Regions from separate parts of the Mus musculus genome. Here all the other regions are linked to region 1. Evidence: chromatin contacts called from public promoter capture Hi-C data. All regions are on one chromosome and are shown on one strand. The core of a region is the stretch at or near the end of the contact, and the rest is flanking DNA. Distances in the headings are between cores, read along the strand shown. Region 1 holds the start of Unc13b (unc-13 homolog B). Region 2 holds the start of Ccdc180 (coiled-coil domain containing 180). Region 3 holds the start of Exosc3 (exosome component 3).

Region 1 (4,741 bases), core at 1,189-3,688:
AGGTGTAATATCTTTTTTTTTTGGTTTTTCGAGACAGGGTTTCTCTGTGTAGCCCTGGCTATCCCGGAACTCACTCTGTAGACCAGGCTGGCCTCGAACTCAGAAATCTGCCTGCCTCTGCCTCCCAAGTGCTGGGATTAAAGGCGTGCACCACCATGCCCGGCTGCCAGGTGTAATATCTCACACAGGGAATGCACTCATTCAGATGGCCAAGGCCAGCCTAAGCCTCAAAGTGGGACCCCACCCCACCGCCCACCAAAAGAGCCAAGAGAAGCTAAGGGTATAAGATCAGTAGTTAAGTCATGCTTAACACGAAGGACACTGAGTCCAAACCCCAGCAAACAAAGGAGAAGCAAACCAGGCATGGAATCACAAACCTGGAATCCCAGAATTTGGGAGGTAGGACTGACTCTAGATTGAGGCTGGGGAGAGACAGACGGAGACAGCAACAGTTTAAATAGCAGAATATCCAGACAATGAAAGCTGACTGATATTAAAGCAAATAAAAACAGCAGCAGCTCCTTTTCTAGTTAAATCAGATAAATAACTTCTGATTTAAAAGAGCTCCTGCCTAAAGAGCCTTTCATAAGGTCTAGCTCTGTCTGGGGTGGCAGCAGAGAATTAATAAACTATCCAAGAGGCATTTCCAATCCCAACCTCTCTCAAATCCTGCTATTTGGCAGCAGGGATCTAAAGGAATAAATAGACTCCCAGCTGCTGAGGGGAAATGCTTCCCTAAAACCAAAGCAAAATTCTCATTAATGAAAAATCAACCACTAAAAAAAAAAAGAAAAACTGTAGCTCTCATAATCCCCGGAAGTAACCAAATCCTATTTGGGGTTAGTGCAGATTTAATGAGACAGTAGACTAGCACAACCCAAAGCAGTTCCATTTGCCAGCAGCTGGGGGAAACACTGCAATCAGAGGGATCACAAACAACAATGCTTCTAATCCGTACAGCCAAAAGAAACATGAACTCTTAGCTACCCTGTAAAAGTGACAGGAAAAGGCTCTGGGAAGGCTCTAGTGGATAAATACGCTCTCACAATCAAACCACTTTATCTCATTTTATTCAACAGATATATGGCTTGTAATTTGAATCTCCCAAGATCAAATTCAATCAGCAATCCAAACCCTACTTTTTCTGGCCAGTTAATCTCTCTAAAATCACAGTTCTTGCATTCATTCAAAATTTCTACGGAGCTTGGCACTCGGAATACTATTTTGTAAAAAATAAAAACACCAGCAACACAGTCTCTAGAGCTAAATTCAGGGCACTGTACCTCACATGACTTAAACTCCAAAGCTCTGGTTTTATAAAAAGCTTCCTGTAACCCCAGTCCTCGGGAGGTGAGGTGGTTAAATCACAACTTCCAAACCAGACTGAGCCATACAATGAACTCCAAACCAGCTTGGACTATATAACAAGACTGTTGTTTCCAAGAACCATCACACACAAACACATCCCTTCCTGGATGGACCAAGTGTCCTCAGAGAAAGAGCCAAAGCTAAAATAAAATAAACCATTTCTCCATGTTCCACTCCCAAAGGGGAGAAGCCAACACCACCTCCTTCTTCAAAGTGTCATGTGAAAATATAATCTATGCCTTGACACAAACTGAGGTTCAGGAAAGGAGCCGGGGACGAGACAGACAATAGTAAGATGCAAATCAAGAAATAAACTTGAAGGGATGTGACAGCTGTACCACTAACACGGTCAGAGTCATAAAAAGCTGCTACTCCGGGGCCAACTAGTTCCACAGCGCGGGGAGAAGAAGAAGCTGTCCGCTCTAGACAGGCGCCAACCATAGGAGGTCCCCTCAGGTGCCCACTGGCATCGGACCCTTTTCACTGTTTAATAGCATCTGGCAAGCCCGACAACAACGCTGTCTCACGGCTGCCAGAATGGACGGATAACAGTCCGCCGCGGAAGGGGGGTCACGAAGGAGCGGGGGAAACTCGTCGGACCTTTAGAAGTGACTACGAACGCATTCGCCACCCAGGGCAAGCGCGGGGAGCGAAGTTCGGGAGAAGCGCCGCCGGGACACTACCACAAGTGTCCGGGCAGGCGTGGGAGCCGCGGGTCCCGCCGGCCGCGCACTCACCACGCACACAGAGCAGCGACATGGCCGAGGCGCGGACCAGCCTCCGCCGCACCTCGGCGGCGCGGAGCCCGGCCGCTCCCTCTTTTCTCTCAGCAGGTGCCGCGCCACCCTCTGCTGTCCGCCTCGCGGGTCCGGCCGCTCCTCATGGTCCCCGGCGCCCGCCGCGTTCCCCGCTCCCTCGAAGCCGCCCGGGTTCTCACGGTCGGAGTGAGCAGAGGAAAGAGCTGAGGCTCCGCCGGCAAACTGGGGACTGGGCGCGGCCCCGAGGCGCCATAGCTGCGAAGCGTGAGCGACCAGAACTCCCTCCCCTCACTCCGGCTGGGATCCCTGCGAGAGACTGGGCGGAACCAATCCCCAAGGGCTACGCCTCCCGGCCAATCCGCTCGCGCCCAGTCTGCCGACCCCGCCCCCCCGGGAGCACGTAGACTTCGAGGTCCCCCTTCATTTTTCTAATAACCAAGATTGATAGCAGCTCCGCCCACTGAAAGGGCTTCAAAGCAAGGATGGGCGGGGCTGGCCCTCACCTGTGTGAGGCGAGAGTTGAAACCTTTTGCTCCTCCCACGTGCGTGGAGTTTCCACACAAAAACCAGATTCTCTTCATTGAAGACTTGGCAATTGATTTCCTTAATGAGACGAGGCTTTACAGCCGGAGAGAGATTTGCCATAGTAATTACACAAGGTTGCATTAGGGCTATGGCGGCAAAATTCCAGTTCTTCCAGACATAGAGGCTAGGGTATAAGGAATTCAAGGCCATCCTTGGCTACATGGTAAATCTAAGGCTAGCCTATGCTACACGAAGCTTTCTCTCTTTCTCTCTCTCTCTCTTTTTAAGTGTCTTTCCAAATGTTAGAACTACGAATCTGGAGAAGAGAAAAAAAACTGAACCTTAGGGAAGATTTGGAACACACTAGTCACGAGATCTCAAAGATAGTGGGCATTTTAGGGCTGCCAGTGGTTGGCATATTTAACTATTCATCGCAGTTTTTCTAGAGCAAGCAAGGAACTGAAAAGGAGTTGAACTTCTGAATTCTAGTACTGAATTTAGAAAGAACAAACAGAACTGTTATAAAATCAAGGATCCTCCTAGAGAATGCAGAGGCCGACCAGCAAGACTGGAAACTTTGCACCTGGCCAATAGTATAAAACAGTGGGAAACAATCTAATAAAATTGTGAGGTGCACACATTTTAGACCTAAGTAGATACAGCCAGTATGTTGTCTATTGGCATGAACTAAATAACCCCAGAGCTTAGTAGCTTAAAACAACACTGATTATCCGGAACTTTCTGCAGGTCAAGAATCCAGGCACAACTGAGCCGAGTCCTCCAGTTGAGGGTTTTTCAGAAACTCTCAAGTGCCTGCATGACTGGAGTATCTCAGTTCCAACCTCCCTTCTGTGATTGTTGGCGGAACCCAATTCCTCCAGGGCTTGGAATCATAGCCTCAGTTCTTGATTAACTATGGGCCAGCCTCAGTTCCTTGTCACGTAGGCTTGGCCAACAAAGCTGCTTGCACACAGTCTGAGGCCAAGCAAAACATCAGATGCCTGTAATCTCAGCACTTGGGAGGCGGAGGCAGCAGGACTAGCCATTCAAAACTATCCTTGTATCCTTGACTACATAGTGAGTTCAGTGGAGCCCTGAACTACATCAGACCCTGTCTTTAAAAAAAAGAAAAGAAAAAGAAAAAGAAAAAGAAAAGAAAAGAAAAGAAAAAAGAGAAAAGAGTAAGGAGCTGGAGAGATGGCTGAGCAGCTAAACTCATTTGCTGCTCTTGCAGAGGGCCCAGCTGTGGGTCTCAGCACCCACATGGGAGCTCATAACTGTCTGCAACTCCAATTACAGAGGAACTCATCTTTTTTTTTTTTTTAAAGATTTATTTATTTATTATATGTAAGTACACTGTAGCTATCCTCAGATTCTCCAGAAGAGGGCATCAGATTTCGTTACGGACGGTTGTGAGCCACCATGTGGTTGCTGGGATTTGAACTCGGGACCTTCGGAAGAGCAGTCGGAGCTCTTAACCACTGAGCCATCTCGCCAGCCCTGATCTCATCTTTTTTTACTTTTTTTTTTTTTGCCTTCACCTGTGTCAGTCATACACATAGTACAAACAAACACGAAGGCAAACATTCATACACATGAAATAAAAATAATCTTTTGGGGAAGGGAGGGTTGAGGTTTGAAACAGGGTTTTACTATGTAGCCCTGGCTGTCCTGGAACTCACTCTGCCAACCAGGCTGGCCTTAGCCTCCTGAGTGCTGGGATTAAAGATGTGCACCACCATTGCCCTAAGAAATAAAAGTAATCTTTAAAAAAAGAAAAAAGGAAGCCAAAGCATGAAGCTGAGAAAGCCAGGCAGTTTCCTGAAAAGAATAGAAATCATCATCTCTGCCATCCTGATTATAAGAGTGACATCACCTCATTTTTCAAAGATTTATTTCACTGGGCCGTGGTGGTGCACGCCTTTAATCCCAGCACTTGGGAGGCAGAGGCAGGCGGGTTTCTGAGTTCGAGGCCAGCCTGGTCTACAAAGTGAGTTCCAGGACAGCCAGGGCTACACAGAGAAACCCTGTCTCGAAAAACCAAAAAAAGAAAAAAAGATTTATTTCATTTCTAGCTATGTATGTGTCAG
Region 2 (4,741 bases), core at 1,134-3,633, 2.8 Mb before region 1:
CATTTTCTCATCAGCGGCGTGGCTCACAATGCCCTGCTTGCCTTCTAGAGCACCAGCCATGAGCGCGAGCGCGCACGCACACACACACACACACACACACACACACACACACACACACACACAGAGACAGGCTCAACACTCAAACACGCAAAATAAATATAAATCTCATTTTAAAACATAAATTAAAAATTATAGGCAGGATAGTTTGGATACTGCTAGACCTTCTGTCCCTTCCAGTACATTTAACAAAGTCACCCCCTCTTTTTTTTGGGAAAAAAAAAAGACAACCCAAATTACAGCGTGGTTTCAAATTTTAAAATACATGGGAGAACAACGGAAGGTTGAGAATAATATCTTGCTATATATAAGGAGCTGAATGGTATGAGTAATTTGAGTTCTCTGGTTTCTCTATTCCTTTATTATTTTTGAAGGTTACACAGGCAGGATGATTTATGGCTCAAATGAATAAGAATGCCACTTCAATAACAGTACACTAGATTTGAAGCTTGTAGGTCTCTTGGATCTGCAAGGTACATTCAAGAAGGGATAACAATCTTTACAATAGCCATGGCCAGTAAAGCCTTTTACTTTGGTTACCAGACAAGTCCTCTATGGGGGCAGACACTGGGTACCAGACAAGTCTTCTACTGAGGCTGACACTGGGTCCCAGGGAGGTGTGTGAATACCCCTGGCTATGGACATGAGTTCTGAGAGATTGCCAAGGAGAAAAGGGAGATTCAAAACCCTAGTACAGAAAAAGAACCATCATCACCACCACCACCACCATCACCACTACCACCACCATCACCTCCACCACCACCACCTCCACCACCACCACCACCACTAATACCACCACCATCACCTCCACCACCACCACCTCCACCACCACCACCACCATCACCACCTCCACCATCACCTCCACCACCACCACCACCACTAATACCACCACCATCACCATCACCACCACCACCACCACCATCACCACCACCACTACCATCGGTTTTTTGAAACAGAGTCTATCTGGCTTGCTACATAGACACACAGAGATACACCTGCCCCTGCCTCCCAAGTGCTGGAACTGAAGGCATGAGCTACCATGCCTGGCCAAGACTCACCTTTTAAGCAGAAAAATAAGAACTGCTTTTATGCTCTCCAAAAGAATCAGACACAGATCAGCGGTTAAGAGCACCGACTGCTCTTCCAGAGGTCATGAGTTCAATTCCCAGCAACCACATGGTGGCTCTCAACCATCTGTAATAAAATCTGATGCCCTCTTCTGGTGTGTCTGAAAACAGCTACAGTGTACTCATATAAATATAATAAATAAATCTTAAAAAAAAAAAAAGAATCAGGCACAGATGGTTAATTCAGACTAATTCTGAATAATTTCGATTAAAAATATTTTTAACCAAAATTAAGTTTTTAATTTTGAGACCAAATGCCCCAATGTTCTTCTATAATACACCCAATAGCAATTTAAAAAAAAAAATCAAAGTAATTGTCAAAGAGAACTGTTTTTTAAAAATCGGCTTATTGGGGGGAAATCTGGGAGAAGATGGGGTGGGGATTGAAATCAGAATATTACTGTATGAAAAAATCTATTCTCAATAAAAAAAAAAAATAAAATGGATCTTAGACAGGGAAACTCTCAGAACAAAGAAAAATTAGAAAGGACCAGGAAAGTTTGTGGGGAGACCAGGGGAGGGAAAGGGAGCAAAGGCCAGCAGGACACCTACCTGGGCCTGGAAGATCTGCTGGTAGACTTTGCCATTCTGTACTTGGGACACCTTTCCCACTGGCGACATCTTGACTGCTGGCCCAATTCCTCTTCGTTCTGGAAATACACTTGGGACTTGGTCTTAGTTTTTACTCAGAGGCTGGGACCCTCTTGCTAGGACCTCCAGCCTAAAGACAGCACTAGATCCCACAGGACACCTTGTTTAAGGGGAAACTTAGATTTCAAACAAAATTAGGTGGGGGGGGGGCGGGGGAGCAGGAGGGGGAGAGACAGAGAGTGGGTCTTCGCCAGCGCCCAGGGTGTAAATCCCACAGGCACTTTCTGGAAAGGGCAGGATTATTGTCTGCGCTCCACTAGAGCTCTTCTAGGGACCGTCAATCTGCCTCAGATGTCAGATGGGACTGGAACCCTAGTCACATCCTCCGGGAGAAATAGGGGAGTGTTGCAAAGGGAAGGAGCAGTTTGATTCTGGCCTATGCCTACTGTTTGCGACACGCCCATCTTCCTATCTGCTCAATCAGCCCGCTGTCCCCCAAGCCCAGCAATTTTGAGGTCCTTACCCAAGCCTGGAGGCTCCCGCATCTGAAGTTCAGATTCACCCTGAAGCCAGCAACTGCAGCAGGACGCTGTGGTTTCCTAGGCAACGCGAGGGATGGGGCAACACGAGGGGGCGTGGCCGTCCCTGAGCACACTTCCTTCTCAGGGAGCCAGGTCACTCAGCAACAGCAGAGGCCCACGTGGAGTAGTGAAACTCACCACTTCTTTTTAATGTTGGGTCCTTGGAGCGCCCTTTAAAAGTTCCCAAAAGCTAGTAGGAGGTTAGAAAGCCTGTGCAGATCTTGACTGTTGTGGTCAAGGAATCCAGTCTCTCATTGTTGCACGGGTTAAAATCAACCTGTGCAGGCAGGCAGCACAAAGTGGCCCTTGCCTGTAAGAATCTGAAAGACACTGAAAGAAATAAGATCTTTCCCACTTTAAAGTAAGTTGGAAGGCTCAGAATTCAAGGCTTAAGACCTGCCTGGCCTTAATGAGAACCGTGTGCACTAGACCACTAAGAGCAGTGGTTTTCGGCCCATGGATCGTAACCCTTTGACAAACCTGTACTCAAAAATGTTTTCGTTCTGATTCACAACAGTAGCAAAGTTACAGTTAGGAAGTAGTAACAAAAATAGTTTGATGGTTGTGAATCACCACAATGTGAGGAACTGCATTAAAGGATTGCAGCATTAGGAAGGCTGAAAACCACTGAGCTAGTTTCTCATGTATGGTGGGCCACCCTTCTCCTTTCCAGAGAAGGCCTGCAGTGGCAGCAGTCGGGGAACAGACCTGCTGGCAAGCCCTTCCCACACTGACATCTGAGAGTGAGTGGTCTTCTGAAGCTGGCTGCAGCATCAGGAACTCAGGAGTGTTGACTGAAAACGCTACTCTCATTCTTTGACAGAGGCGAATGACAAAGAGATGAATACAAAACCCTTTTAGACTCATTGTTTGGTCCAGGGTGAAGTAAAATAAAGACAGGATTCATTTTAGCTGAAAAGAAAAGAAAGCCTGAAGGTGACCTATAGAGGGGATGAAAAATATGTTTTGTTTTGTTTTGTTTTTCAAAACAGGAATCTTTTTTTTTTTTTACTCTTGTTTGTTTTCTGTTCTGTTCTGTTTTTGAGGTTTTCAGTCTCTGCCCTTTCTCACCCCAGGAAAGGCTGCTGGCTTGAGCTTCTAACATCAGAAACTTGTCCCTTCCCTTCAGCTCCAGCAGTTACAGCTACCTGGGAGCTGGCCATAGTAGCACGTGACCTATAACAAGCAGTAATTTAATCAAATTTCCCAACTAACGTCCAGGAGGACTGGAGCCCTGGTGGATTTTCCCTTCTAACCGGGCGTGGTGGCGCACGCCTTTAATCCCAGCACTTGGGAGGCAGAGGCAGGTGGATTTCTGAGTTCGAGGCCAGCCTGGTCTACAGAGTGAGTTCCAGGACAGCCAGAGCTGTCTTGAAAAGAAAACCTGTCTTGAAAAACCAAAAAAATAAATAAATAAAAATTAAAAGAAAGAAAGAAAGAGGAAAGAAAAGAAAAAAAAAAGAACTGGCTTCAGGCCTCATCCCAGTAGTCCATCAAACAAAAAAGTAAAGAACTTCATTAACCCCTTTTTATGAAGCTGGTATTACCTTGATTCCAAAACCAGGTAAAGAAGTAACAAGATAAGAGAATTGCAGAGCAGTCTCCCCAGTGAACATAGGTCCAAAAGTCCTCAAGAAAATACTTGCAAACAGAATTCAAGAATACATCAAAAAGACCATTCACCACAATCAAGACACAAAGATGGCTCACTCTAAGTAGATCAATAAATGTTACAAATTGTATAAAGGGATTAAAGGGCAAAGGTCACATGTTCATCTCAATTGTAGAAAATGCTTTTGGCAAAAATCCAACATCCTTCCATGTTTTCTAAGTGTCTTCCTCAATCTCTTACTTTGGTGATTTAATGTTTTCCTTACAGAGGTTTTGTTTTGTTTTGTTTTTTAAGTTTTTGGCTCTTTCACATTCCAAGGTACCTTTTGCAAAGACTTCTGTGAATGGAATCCCACCCACCTTGCTTCTGAGTGTGTTTGCCATTGTTATTCAGCATCATGACTGATTATAATGTTAACTTTGTATCCTGACACTTTGCTGAAAGCATCTATCACTTCTGAGAGTTTCTGGTAGAATCTGACAGGCTCACCATGGTCCAGTGGATGGCCCCATACCCCTGCCTATGGAACCAGCACTAACTGGATTCATGGAATTATATTTTCTAAAATAAAATAAAAGACATTGTGCTGGTTAGTTTTTATTGCCCACTGGACACAATTTGGAGTCTCCTGAGGAGAGAAAACCTCCACTGAGGTCACAGGTCAGGCTCAAATCAGCCTGACCTGTGACTGTGGGCACACATTGATGCCACACACTGTGGGCAGGGCCACCCCTAGGCAGGTGGTCCTGGCTGGTTTACAAAAGCAGGATGAG
Region 3 (4,741 bases), core at 1,012-3,511, 2.3 Mb before region 1:
CAAACTTGGCAGGGCTCAGGCGACAAGCCTTCCAGCTCGAGGCCCTCGCGGGCGTGTCCGGTGGGTGGTGCTTGCAAGGGCCCGCCTTTTCTGGCCTTGAGTCTCCAATGACTTAGCCTCCTTTGTTTTCTGAATCCACGCGTGGGCTACCTCCTGCCCCTTTGCTAAAAGAAGTGCACCGGGTATGGCTCCTGCCCTAGATTTTGTATTCTATTTCCTTGGGAAACTCCAAACTACCTAGGGTAGGTGCTGAGGACCAGTCCTGAGAATGAGCAACGTTCATTCTCCTTCTCCACCTTTCAGAGGCCTGACATCACTGAATACACCAAAGGCATAGCATTGAGCCATTGAATTAAAGTGGGCTTGGTTGGTTAGTCACAGAATACCTATCGTTTTTTGAGACCTGAGTTATAAAGGAAGAAAGAAGCATAATTTACCTCTGCCCAGAGAACGTCTCTCTGTGAGAGACTAACCAAGTGGTACAGTCTAGGGGGCTTGAAAGGAAAAAAAATGGCGCTCGACAGGTGGAAGCAGAAACCTCTCAAATGCAGACGACATAATCAGCTGTTGAAGAAAGCTCTTTATGAGGAGTGAAGAAAACCACAAACTGGACACCAAGAAAAAGACCCTTTTCAAAATACATAGGGGATTCAGCACCCCAAATCCAATCTTTTCTGGAGAACTGGCGTTTTTAAAGTCTTTGAAGAGTCTCTCCCCCCCCCCTCCCCCAAATGTAGGGTTGGTCGATTTGAATAAAGAATTGATGGTGAATTAGGCCAGAACTGTTGTGTAATGTGTCCTGTGCAGGCCTTGAACTTGTTCAACCGGCCCATCAGCAGGGGGCTTGCTGTTGTTGCAGGTGAGAGTTAAAAGTGTGGGGGTCCCTGCAAGCTCTGCTGCCAGCGGATCCCCAGAAAGTAAGAAGTAAACGTGGTTCAGCATGACTTAGCCGGGCTGGTACAAACTTCGGGAGTCTGACTCCAGTTTATTTTTATTTATTTATTTATTACTTATTTAAACAGTAAAACTTTCAAAAGAAAAAAAAAAAGGTTTTCTTGTGACAACTATTACCACAAAGCTTAGGACACGGTTATATCTAAACTCCCTTGCAAAGTGCATGTTTTCTTGAAAAGCACCATGACCTCTTCCACAAGAGTGGGTTCTGTTGACTGAGAAAACATGCTCAGGAGAAGAGCCTAGGGAGGAAAGGTTTTTATAATCATAATAGCAAACTCTTTTTCAAATCCATGAGATCTCTCTTATAAGGATGGAGTCTATGGACTGGAAATGCTCAGGAAAAGGGGGATTCAGGTGAGAGCTAGCTCCACAGAATGGTAAAATTACCTGGTATTCAACAACCTCCATTCCAGCCTTCCAAGTGAATAGCTGTCAATTTCTTCCATTGAAGAAAAAGATCTGCATGTTTAACAATTCTGGTTTCTATAGGACTACCTGGAAGCACATGCCCTCCTACCCTCTACACAAAAGCCTACACAGCCTTTTTTTGAGGCTGCTAAGCTTGTATTGAGTTAGGAGGTTGAGGTTGAGGAAGAAGTTAGCCAACTTGACAATTCATCACCTGTTACCTAGCCGTGGCTCCTCTCCTTATCTGCCTACCTCGGAGTCTTACTCTCAGTCTTTCAATAGCACTAATTAACAACTTGGCTGGGGCACTTGTATTTCAGTTGTCCCTTATATCCAGGGATTAAATGGCTTGCCAGCATTTTACCAAATTTGCAGGAATTGTGATGCCCCTTCCCTAAAAAAAAAATCTATAAACTCGAGTTGGCAGCAAAGCATCAAGCAACTGATCTCAGTCAATGCCAAGGCCTTCAGTGCTGTTGGAGAACTGAATCAATTACTCATTGAAGATGCCGACAGAGAAACGCTGGTTTCACAGATAACCCCAAAGTCAGAAAACTGTAAGTTCTTAAGTTCTTGCACATTGTGGGTTTTGGATTTAACAGTTTCTCACATAGCTGTTAGTGTGCTCCCAAAGAAGTAGCTGGGAGAATTCCTGAGTTACCGATGTTCCCAAGCCACTGAAGAGATGAACTCAAGTAGGTGAAAAGGTGTGATGTGTGTGGGAGGAGGTGGGAGATTGTTACATTAGGTACCGTGAAGCTACAGACACAGGGCAGGGAGTAGCACCCATGGGATGAAGCGAGTATCTCCCAAGCTCAAGTCCAACTCAGAAAGCCCACAACCACCGGAAAGAGATGACCCTGGTGGGCGGGTAGCGGAAGCGGAAGTAGATACCGGAAGCTGCGATGGTGACGCCTGCCATGGCTGAAGTACTGTCCGCGGGACCGGAGTCGGTGGCGGGCTGCCGAGCACGGGCCGTGCACAAGGTGCTGAATCAGGTGGTTCTCCCCGGGGAGGAGCTGGTGCTGCCGGACCACGAGGACGTAGACGGCCTTGGCGGCGCCGGGGAGCAGCCGTTACGCCTGAATGCGGGTGCGCGCCCGAGGCTGCGCGTAGTGTGTGGCCCAGGTTTGCGACGCTGCGGGGACCGTCTGCTGGTCACCAAGTGTGGCCGCCTGCGTCACAAGGAGCCCAGCGGAGGCGGCGGCGGCGTTTACTGGGTGGACTCGCAGCAGAAGCGGGTGAGCGGATGTCGGAGAGGCGGCGCTGCCGCGAAAGTGGGCCCCCTGCAAGCGATCATAGGTTAAGGCGAATCTAGAGCCGCGGTGGCTTCTAGCCCCCTCTCTGCATCTTCTTTAGAGGAACCACAATAGGAACACATCCTGAGAAGGGTGACAGGAGAGAAAGGTTCCGTGAGATCTTGTCTTGAAAAACCCAAAGCCTCGGGGTTGCCATTTGGTGTCCCAGTTGCAATGAGTCCAAATAAATCACAGGGAATTAAAATTCCCATAGAATAATTAAGAGCTTTCACTTAGGAATAATGTCAAATGGAGTGGGTTTCCTTGAATGTAAAGATTCTTGTGCCACCAGACTTGTAAAGGATGCTGAGAAAACTTGAAACTTGATCAAGTGTGAATTAGACGTTCATAAAGTTGGACTGGTGCGGGCCGGTTTTGTAGTTGCAGCTACATGGGGAGTATGAGTTGGCTGGATAGGTTGAGACCCACCCTGATCAACCTAGATGAAAGTTTCAGAAGATATTTTGTAATGATATTTGTATTATTTATGACTGTTCTTTCATTCTGCTTTTAGTATGTACCTGTGAAAGGGGACCACGTGATTGGCATAGTGATCGCTAAATCTGGAGATATATTCAAAGTTGATGTTGGAGGGAGTGAGCCAGCGTCTTTGTCTTACCTGGCATTTGAAGGGGCAACTAAAAGAAACAGACCAAATGTGCAGGTAATAATGGGAGTCTTTGGTTTCAACAAGAAAAAATATCCACTCCCGAGAAAGTTAACTATCCAGAGGGCTACTTGAATTGTCTTCAAAGCATAAACCAGTTCTCCAAGACAGTTTATAAGAGTTTCTCAGGCGCTGCGGCTCCAGAAGTATTGCTGTATGTCATGTTTGCAGCCTTGGTTCTTTTCTACCGGGTTGAAGAGTTACATCTGCTATCCCCCTCCTTACCTGTCATGTCTGAATCCACCCCATGAGGAAAATGGCCCTAGTCTAAGGGCCATGGGCACTATTGGCTATCTGTTCATCATGGCTCTAAATCCTTGGAGCTGGAGCTGACAGAAGAGTAATCTTGTTTCTGTAGGTTTTCAGGTTGGGCTTTCTGGGTAGTTTAGCCATGTTCTTCCTGAACACCTGAGCCAGAAATGTGCTGGCCTCTCTGCTGCTTTTTCTTCAACTCTCAAGGGTCTTTAGTCACTCAATCTTATTTGTTCCTTCTCTTATCTTTTGTATGCCAACCCCTTTGTCTCACTTTTGACAGGAGCGGGCAACAATCTTATGAACTCATTAAAAAAAAAAATCTCATTAAAAAAAGGATTGTTCAAATCACACAGAGAGCATTGTACTCAGGGGTCTTTCCTCGTGGTTTCTGTTACTTCATGGAACCATATTTAAGCTTCACAGTGTAACTGGGCTTTGTTTCCTTCCCTTGGGTCTTTATTAATGGTGTTCCTGTTTGGAGCTGTGTCCTCAGCCCTAGGAGACATCACCTTTGAGGTCCAGGCTGACTGAGTTGATGACTGTCTCATCGTCACTTGTCCTGCATATTCACCACACACTGGGTTCATTCTCATTGCCCTGTGCAGGACCACATGCCCAGGAAGCCGGAAAAGGTGTAATGATTCCCGCTAGGTTTTGTAATCACCCACAACAGTGGGGACTTACAAGGCATTTTTAAAGTATGCACAGGAAAGTGTGCCTACATGTATGTTTTTGCACGCTGTGTGACAGCTTCTTGTGGAGGTCAGACAGGAAGGTCAGGTCCCCTGAAACTTGAGTTATGACAGGTTGTGAGCAGCTACACGGGTGCTAGAAACCAAAGCTGGGTCCCCTACAAGAGCAGTAAGTACTCTTAGCCCACGAGCCATCTCCAGCTCAACAGTGGGTATTTTTAATGTTGAAGAGAACAAATTTATTGTTTCCTTAGCTTCATTTTAAAGTTCAGTTTTGTAACATTTTAAAGCAAATTTTCCATGAAGTAGTATCTGAATTACCATTGTCCTGTTTTCTTTTGAATATGGATATCATGAGTTTTTTTCCTCTAGACAAACATGTAATTTGTTAGTACTGATAGAACATTCTCCGGTGATGCTGTTTGTTTTTATATCCACACTGACGTGTGCAGTTACCACTAGTT

What was found. Promoter capture Hi-C pulls out the DNA fragments that hold promoters and counts their contacts.
Region 2: a promoter capture Hi-C map of pre-B cells shows a contact between it and region 1, with 2.4 times the contacts expected there. The contact joins the promoter of Ccdc180 here to the promoter of Unc13b in region 1.
Region 3: a promoter capture Hi-C map of liver shows a contact between it and region 1, with 4 times the contacts expected there. The contact joins the promoter of Exosc3 here to the promoter of Unc13b in region 1.

The regions. Positions count from the first base shown.
Region 1 is chr4:43,056,650-43,061,390 of GRCm38.p6, reverse strand. Unc13b (unc-13 homolog B) reads right to left here and starts at 2,438. Exons shown (of 40, transcript NM_001384106.1): 1 at 2,106-2,438. The coding sequence starts at 2,127.
Region 2 is chr4:45,887,945-45,892,685 of GRCm38.p6, reverse strand. Ccdc180 (coiled-coil domain containing 180) reads right to left here and starts at 2,383. Exons shown (of 38, transcript NM_198660.2): 1 at 2,299-2,383; 2 at 1,737-1,834. The coding sequence starts at 2,320.
Region 3 is chr4:45,318,136-45,322,876 of GRCm38.p6, reverse strand. Exosc3 (exosome component 3) reads left to right here and starts at 2,261. Exons shown (of 4, transcript NM_025513.4): 1 at 2,261-2,606; 2 at 3,178-3,327. The coding sequence starts at 2,286.